Linked DNA regions of Mus musculus: all the other regions are linked to region 3. The links are chromatin contacts, called in public ChIA-PET and Hi-C maps. All regions are on one chromosome and are shown on one strand. Each heading gives the region's core, a stretch centred on a gene start, on an enhancer-like site or on the middle of the called end of the contact. The rest is flanking DNA. Distances are from core to core; before and after follow the strand shown. Region 1 overlaps Scfd2 (Sec1 family domain containing 2). Region 2 overlaps Scfd2 (Sec1 family domain containing 2). Region 3 holds the start of Scfd2 (Sec1 family domain containing 2).

Region 1 (2,700 bases), core at 175-2,674, 130 kb after region 3:
AACAAAACCTGTTAAGTATACTGGCAGTTAGGGTTAGGGTTAGGGTTAAATTCCAGCATGAGTTTTCAAGAGGACAAACAGTTAAAATTTCACACCCTATCACAAGCAACTGTTCTTTCTCAGCGAGAGCTCCATGCTCTAATGTGGAGCTTCTCATTTTCTACCTTACAGACTGCTTGCGTTAATGCCCTCTTGTCTCTGTAGCAAAGGACCTCAAACTTCGAAACACACATGTAACACTTTATCATTCTGTAGAACTTACTGAATTAGCATTAAGTGTTATGTGGGATGTCTTCTTCTCCAGAGACGTGAGAAGGATTTGTTTCCTTGTTCTTTCTGTTTCCAGGGCCTCTGTATTCATTGGCTTGTGCTTTCTCTCATCAGTCTTCAGGGACAGGACTGTTGCCTCTCTTTGTTACCTCATCAATGGGCATAGCTGGGAAAAGTGCCCACCTGTAAGAAAGCCTGGGATTAGGTTGGTCCTGCTCACATAACCCAGGATCATTGCCTCATCTCAACAGCTGCAGCGTTAGCGCTTGACCTTACACTGCCCCCCATGGGCTCGTGTTGTTCACGAGACCTCAGCTTATAGTGGTATTTTTTTTCCATTTTTTATTAGGTATTTAGCTCATTTACATTTCCAATGCTATACCAAAAGTCCCCCATACCCACCCACCCCCACTCCCCTACCCGCCCACTCCCCCTTTTTGGCCCTGGCGTTCCCCTGTTCTGGGGCATATAAAGTTTGCGTGTCCAATGGGCCTCTCTTTCCAGTGATGGCCGACTAGGCCATCTTTTGATACATATGCAGCTAGAGTCAAGAGCTCCGGGGTACTGGTTAGTTCATAATGTTGTTCCGCCTTATAGTGGTATTTTTAAGAAAGTAAACCTTTAACGACAGTGAGTGGGTTTTCAACCTGTGGGGTTATGACCCCTCTGGAGTTCAAATATCAGATATCCCACATATCATGTTTACCTTATGGTTTATAATAGTAGCAAAATTATAGTTATGAAGTAGCAACAGAAATAATTTTATGGTGGGGGGTATCTCTACAACATGACAAACTGTATTAACAGATCACACAATGTTGAGAGCCATTGCTCTCAGAGCTAGAGCCTGGTTTGCAGAAGTCACTAGGTGTGGACCCCTGAAGGTAATAGCTACCATGGGTTCTCACTGGCCTTTGTGGCTTCCTGTCTGCTGAGTGTGACTAGCCTGTAACACAAGTTTCCACTGTCACAGGGTGGTCTGTTTCTGCTGACACGCCTTCTCCAGTGTGATAAACAGAGATCCTTTAAAACCACAAGCTAAAAGGGATGTTGACAACCTTGGGTTGCTTTTGTCGAGACGACACACAGAGTGGTTAGTGTGGAGAACTGGAGCCAGGAGAGCAGGTGCTGCTGGGATAAACTTGATCACGTGGGTCTATCGGGCCTTTGACCTGGCTTTTGGGGCCAGGAGGGAGGAGTTTGGAGGCATGGGAGTTACAGGAGCTTTCCAGAGTGCTATAACATTTTTATTTTCCTTTTGTTAAGGGGTGTGTGTGTGTGTGTGTGTGTGTGTGTGTGTGTGTGTGTTTGTGTGTGTGTGTGTGCCTGAGCAGGCCATAAGATGATACTGCATTCACTAAAACTGGAGTTACAGGTGGTTGTGAGCCATCTGATATGGGAGCTGGAAACCAAACTCGGATTTTCTGGAAGAACAGCACGTGCTCTTAAATCACAGAATAGTCTCTCCAGCCCGGGGGGGGGGGGGGGGAGCTTTTCTTAAGGGCTATTCTGAAGGGTGCCTGGAAGACCAGACTACCAATAAAAATGCAGAGCATAAGGAGGACTCATGAGGTTTCAGATAGAAGTAAAGACCCTGTTAAGAACTGGGCTTGAAGCTCTGTGACCTTCTGGCAAATCTGCCTATATTTTTCCCATGTCTTGAACATTTGAATAAAACCACATTGAAAAATAATGGACTAATCTATTTGGCAGATATAATTCTCAAAATATAATGTTCATGCTGTGGCATGGTTAATGTTTCCTACTTTTTGCCTGGCTTAACGCAAGAGTCCAGAGCAAAATCAGAACAGAGAACTTTGAAAGGCATGGACCGGGCAAGCAGTGGAACGTAGAGACAATTATAGTTGTGTTCAGGGTGGGCACAGGTGACGATGCAGCTGTACTTGTGAGGTGACTAGGAGGCCTTAGTCCATGGCAGTAAAGCACACACTTTGCACTGGGGAGTAAGAACTGTTTCTTAAAGGCAAGCCCTCACAGGTTGAAAGCCCAGGCTGCTGAGTGCCTGAGCATCTAGACCTGGGAAACTGTTTCTCTGGGAAGCCCTTGTCCCTTGGCAACCAGGCAGAAAAGCTCATGGTTTGACTCTGAAAGGCCCCATCGGACTTGTGCTTCAGACCGAAATCTTCAGCTTATGAGACTATTCTCATAGTGGAGGTATGGGGAGGCGAGGCCTCCTTAGCAGACATGGCTCACTAGGAACGAGTTTTCCTGGCCTGAGTTCCTCCTTTCTGTCTGCCACGATATGAACAGCCTTTGCCTCAGGCTGCTGCCAGGGATTGAGCTGCTCCTAATGTCTAGCTTTCTCAAACACTGAAATCTTTCTGCAACTGTAAGCTGAGATAAACTGTCCTCTTTTGTGCTGTTTCTAGAAGGTGTGTGATCGCAGAGATGAAAGTACGTCACAGTCTT
Region 2 (2,700 bases), core at 77-2,576, 99 kb after region 3:
AGATGGAACAAAAGAGTTTATTTCTGGAAGATATGAAGACATTTTGTACTTGTAAATATTTTCTTACCCCATATTTTTAAAATTATCTAATTAGCATGGGTCACATTGACTTGTATTTTATAAACCAACTCTGCATTTCATTTTAGACCAAGGTTCATTCATTTTTTTTTTTTAGCCATCTCCCAATGTGATATTATATTTACAATAAAGAACATCTGGATATTTGCAGTTGGAGAAGTCTTCGTGCTTTTAAAATATGACATTGAACAAATAGTTCTCCATCAACGGCTAAACAGCAATCAGCCATGTCTCGGATATTTGGGTGGATTTGGTTTTGTTATTAAAAACATTTGTTTTTGTATCACTTAAAACATCTTAATATGGTATGTAGGTATGTAGGTGGTGAAAAAGCAGGTTATGCTACAAGGAAAAACTCTGAAATTTTGTAATAATTAGGGTAATAAGTCTAAATGAAGAATAATGGCTGGGTTTCCTTCGGTCTGGCCTTGATTCTTTCCAAGTGAGAGCACGGTGGTGCAACACTGCCCCCTACTGTATGTCTTTGCCCTGCCCTTTGAAGGAATCTCAAAAGAAAAAAATTGGAAGAAATCAACAGCTTGGGACAAACCTATCTTCTTACATTTGGTATTTTAAAAAGGTGTTGTAGAGAGTACTCAGCACAGACACTCAGAGGATTAGTAGACTCCTCGCTTCTGTGGTGCCGTTTACTTTCTTACGGGGCGTTGCTGAGGTAACAGATGACACGTTTTTGTTTTTCCCCTGATGGATGGTAGTGGAGGTTTGTGAATGTGCTTCTGTTTCAGTTAGCGCTTGTCTCAAGGAATGGTGCATCTTTGAAAAAAAACGCACAGGATCTCTTTGAGGCTGGAAAGAATAGGGCTTTTGTCCATTTTCATGATAGCTTCAGTATTTTTAATAACAGGACCAAACCTTGAGGTAAAATGTATCAATTTAACCAATCACATCTTGGAGCTCATCCAGGCTTAACTGTCTATAAACAACTTTGTCTTATTTTGTGTAATAGAACCCTTAAATTCATGTGCAAGAGTCTTTGGCACGGATAACATTTAAACTTTTTCATTTTGATGAAAAGTTGAATTCCTTCTTTTCCCTTTCTAAGGGTATTACTTTAACAACATTATTTTGATGACATGTCCTTTGCAAATGCATACTTTCGGACATTAAAAAACAAATCGAAAGCCACTTATCATATGAATCATTGTTAAAGTCAGCTGTAATCCGCTGTGTAAAATCTCCCTGTAAAGGCACACAGGCTAGGGGCTTAAACCTGGAGCACATTAAATTAGTTCCAGTCTCTGGCGAACTGGCTTTGCCTGCCTTGCTTAGGCAGGCAAACCGGAAACAGGCAGTTTATAACAAGAAGTCTGCCTCAGAAACCATGGGGTCTATTGGAGAAAGATTTATAGCCCCACTTATATAAACATTACAAATGTGGACTCCGAGTAGGAGGGGAACCGTTATCGAAATCTCCCGAAGAGCTTTTTCATTGTGAGTAAAATGGACAGCGTGCACTGTTGTTTGAAGACCCGCCAGCGTTTCCACAGCCGTCCTCTCCACTGCTCTGCCTGATTAAAATGGAGCATTGTGAAGACTAACCAGACCACCTACTTCTAATTTGTTTTCACAGTAAGACTGCATTGGCATCAAACCTGGAGCCAAAGAGACTCTGTGCCAAAGGAGAAAATTATCATTTTGGAGTTAAAGAAAAAGGAATATAATTACATGAAATCTAGGGGTAATGGAGTCTGGACTTCAGTTTATACCACTGCCTGAGTTTAAGTGATTTTTACATATAAACTCTTTCCTAGATATCGTGTTGTCTTTGAGATTGTAATAGAACCCAGATGAGGCTTGAAATATTTGGTCCCATAAAATGAGGAAGGCTGAAAGGAGAGATTAACATTTGAGATTAGAAAAGCTATTTATTTGATACTTCACATATGGCGAGCTGAGGTCTATGGGCTGCACGTCTGTGTTCTTCTCATTTAGCTTTATCTCATTTGTAATGTCTTGAAACTTTCCACATAAATACACTTTCTTTTGCCCAAATATCTCTAACAGGGCACTAAAATCAAATTCTCTCTTTTCTTTTGGGCTTGTTAATAGTAGCTACTGTCTTGTGGGTCCAATCCAGGTGGTGCTGAGTCCACTCTCCTTAGGATCTCTGCAGCATTCCTGGAAGATAGCGAGCACATCTGTTTTTAGCATTTTTAACTCAGTCCAAACATAAGGTTATTTGGAAAGCACCTTTAAAATAGGGGCTGCTGTAAGAAGGAACACAATGAAAGGTTGTGACTGATAAAACATGAAGCCAGGATCCTCAAGAAGAGAGTGGAGTTGAATGTCGTATGCAGCACACCCATAGAAAGGTCCCCATGTTTTCTTTGTCCATCAGGTCTGTTTTCTTTGATAGCAAGAAAAGCCACTCCTCTAATTTCAGCTGGTGAGCAGAAATGAAAAATCTGATCATGTGTCACATCAGAGAACAGGTGGACTCAAAGGGAGGTTCTGAGCAGTATCACACGACTAATACTAGTGATAATTTTACTGGGTATTATTTTAAATTTTTAAAATTATTTTTATTATAACATTCTCATTATTTTTGAGAATTTCATATACCTGTGCAGTATATTTTGATCATATTATGGACCTCATGTA
Region 3 (2,700 bases), core at 44-2,543:
AAACTTTAAAATGAAAGCAATTGCCATGTGTCACAACTAGATGAATGATGTTAGGTGAAGTAAGTTAATCACAATAAAGCAGATAGTACAGGGACCCAATTATAAGACCCACAGTGCCAATGCAAAGAGAACAGGATTAAAGTAGAGGCTGACAAATGCTGGGGGGGGGGTGCAGGGAGCTGAGGTTGAGGGTGGCAATTGTTATTTAAAGGGTATATAGTTTTGAAACTATTTTGATTTTGCAAAATAAAAAGTTCCAAAGATTGGTTGTACAGCAGCATGAATGTTTTTTAATGTTTCCGAACTGTACATTTTAAAATGACTAATGGTGGACATGGTGGCACACACGTTTAATCCAAGCACTAGGAAGGCAGAGGCAAGCAGATCTCTGTGAGTTTGCAACGAACCTGATCCACATCATGTGTTCCAGGACAGCTAGGGCTGCACAATGAGATCCTGTCCACACATACTCACACACACACACACACACACACTCACTCACACACACACAATTAGAACAGTAAATTACTAAATTTTTTTATCTCATGCATGTTTCCACAATTAAATAATAATAATAATAATAATAATAAAACAGGTTCTAAACTGAGATGTGTAGATCAGTATATCTATTCCTCAACCCAATTCTCATCTTAGTAGCTGTGAAATGGACCCCAAAGCCTTTTGACTGTGTGGAGACAGGATCTCTCTGTCTCTCTCTGTGTGTCTGTCTCTGTCTCTCTCTGTGTATGTGGTGTGTGTGTGTGTTGGGGATGGGTGATTGTGCGTTTTCCACAATTGGCACATGGAGGACAATTTTTCCGGGTCCTGTTTTTCTACATTGAGTCCGAAGGATCAAACTCAGGTCATACGACTTGTGTTGCAAGCGCTTTTAGCCTTATGAGCCATCTTGCTGGTCCCAAAAGGTATTTCACGAGGCTGGAGTGCACCAACGCAGAAGATAACCTACACAAGACCAACTATTACGTTGCAGTAGTTGTTTGGCTTCTCCAAGTTCAGATGGGGGAAGTACTTTGCTTCAGACCAGGTTTTATTATTCCCGAGAATTCTTAACCTGGAGGAAAAGGTGATGAGAGCTGACAAGGGAGGGACGAACAAAACCCATTTCAATTCTTTCCTAGAAAGCTGCTGCCTCCAGCTTTTCAGGGACTATCGACCCTGTAAGCACATTCCGTTCCTCCTTCAAGTGCAGACGTTCCTTCCGCCAGCCCGCGCGCCTGATCAGCCAATGAGCGCCTAAGACGTCATCACCGCGCGCGCGAACGCCGAGCGTCAGAGACAGGCCCACGTGTACTGTGTTGACTGTCAAAGTACTCAGTACCCGGAAGCCCTGCGTTCTGACCTGAGTTCCCGCCCGTACGCCGGTGAGACCCCTGGCCAGCTGGCGATACGGGATCATGAGCGCCGCGGGCATACTGGCCTTTGCCCAGCAAGGCTGGGAGCAGGTGCTGGCCAAAGTGAAGTGGTCCGTGGTCTACCTGGACGCTGCCTGCGCCGAGAGCCTGCACTGGAGCTGCGGATCCAGCCGGCTTCTGGAGGCGGTGAAGGGTCCTGCGTGTCACCTGCGGGAATTTGAACCCCAGGCCATTGGCGGGGGAGCCAAGCAGCCCCGGGCGGTTTTCGTTTTGAGCAGCCCGCTGAAAGGCCGGATCGTAGACACTCTACAGAGTATCATTTGCCGCAGTCACTTTCAGCACTGTGTGGTGGTCACAGCCGTGAGCCACGCAGTCCACCTCACTGCTAACCACGTACCGGCCGCTGCAGCGGCCGAGCTCGAGGGGCAGCAGCCGGTGTTCGAACAGCTGGAGGAGAAGCTCTGTGAGTGGATGGGCAACGAGAACTATACGGCCGAGGTGCTCCACGTCCCGTTGTTTCTCGCCCCTGTTGCCTCCCATCTCGCTTTTACTCCAGCCTTTGCTACCCTCTTCCCACTGCTACCTCAGGATGTCCACGCTCTTAACAGTGCCAGACCCGACAAGAGGAGGCTGAGCAGCTTGGGTGAGGTGGATGCCACTGCCCTAACCCCAGAGCTGCTGCTGTACATCAGATGCCTCGTGTCAGGCCTCAGTTCTCTGTGTGAACATCTAGGGGTACGAGAGGAGTGTTTCGCCGTGGGTCCCCTCAGTCGGGTCATCGCTACAGATCTGGCAAATTATGCCCCCGCCAAGAACAGGAAAAAGACTGCTACAGGCAGGGCTTCTGTGGTCTTTGTGGATAGAACTCTGGATCTCACAGGTAGGTGGCATTTCTGGGAGTTGTTCATCTTCACTCTCCTAGCTAGAGGATCTGTTCATTGATTCAGCATATGTGTTTATTGGCCTCATATTGAGGTTGGCAATATAAAGATGAACTAAAAGAACCAGCCCCTAATTTGACAGCATCTGGAGTTAAGTTTTGTCTAGTGGAGAGTGGACATAGATAAAGCACAATTTTATTTGTTAAATGCTGTAAGCGGGCAAATATGGCTTTAGTGTGCGTTGCTTTTGATAAAACAACCGGGCCTAGTCCAAGAGACTGGAAAAAATGAGATGACCTTGACATGGAGGGAATTGCCATCACCTGAGACTCTTAGACATTTCCAGATACCAGTTGTCTTAATTAGGGTGTCTATTGCTGTAATGAAACACCATGGCCAAAACCGACTTGTGGAGGATAGGGTTTATTTCCTTACACTTCCACACC

The links. Hi-C and Micro-C count contacts between places; a contact is called where the count stands out from the background. ChIA-PET counts read pairs in DNA pulled down with a chosen protein or histone mark.
Region 1: an RNA polymerase II ChIA-PET map of memory CD8 T cells shows a contact between it and region 3, with 542 read pairs. The contact joins the enhancer-like site here to the promoter of Scfd2 in region 3. A contact is called at or near these places in 9 of 484 Hi-C or Micro-C datasets (CD4 T cells, CD8 T cells, LSK cells and 3 more), 4 of 115 datasets of contacts at active chromatin or transcription factors (the SCID.adh cell line, bone marrow-derived macrophages, effector CD8 T cells and 1 more) and 2 of 9 other capture datasets (adipose tissue and pancreatic islet).
Region 2: a contact with region 3 is called in a Hi-C map of uterus, with 3 times the contacts expected there. The contact joins the enhancer-like site here to the promoter of Scfd2 in region 3. A contact is called at or near these places in 10 of 39 promoter capture datasets (the 3T3-L1 cell line, 3T3-L1-derived adipocytes, the HPC-7 cell line and 6 more), 1 of 15 datasets of contacts at CTCF or cohesin (the NIH/3T3 cell line), 29 of 484 Hi-C or Micro-C datasets (the 3T3-L1 cell line, the C2C12 cell line, CD8 T cells and 16 more), 8 of 115 datasets of contacts at active chromatin or transcription factors (the NIH/3T3 cell line, the SCID.adh cell line, astrocytes and 4 more) and 4 of 9 other capture datasets (adipose tissue, embryonic tail, embryonic trunk and 1 more).

What each region holds. Positions count from the first base shown.
Region 1 is chr5:74,402,900-74,405,599 of GRCm38.p6, reverse strand. The region is part of intron 4 of Scfd2 (Sec1 family domain containing 2); the gene reads left to right. Among named protein-coding and RNA genes, the nearest start is that of Gm32064, 88 kb to the right of the region's middle. Within about 2 kb of position 1,424, at least 66 of the 459 cell types and tissues checked have an H3K27ac peak or open chromatin away from gene starts, as enhancers often do. A contact at or near this core is called in CD8 T cells, LSK cells, the SCID.adh cell line and 3 more, where this site is marked.
Region 2 is chr5:74,431,832-74,434,531 of GRCm38.p6, reverse strand. All of the region lies in intron 4 of Scfd2 (Sec1 family domain containing 2), which reads left to right. Among named protein-coding and RNA genes, the nearest start is that of Scfd2, 99 kb to the left of the region's middle. Within about 2 kb of position 1,326, at least 60 of the 459 cell types and tissues checked have an H3K27ac peak or open chromatin away from gene starts, as enhancers often do. A contact at or near this core is called in 3T3-L1-derived adipocytes, the NIH/3T3 cell line, adipose tissue and 6 more, where this site is marked.
Region 3 is chr5:74,530,335-74,533,034 of GRCm38.p6, reverse strand. It overlaps Scfd2 (Sec1 family domain containing 2), which reads left to right and starts at 1,293. Exons shown (of 9, transcript NM_001114660.2): 1 at 1,293-2,253. The coding sequence starts at 1,416.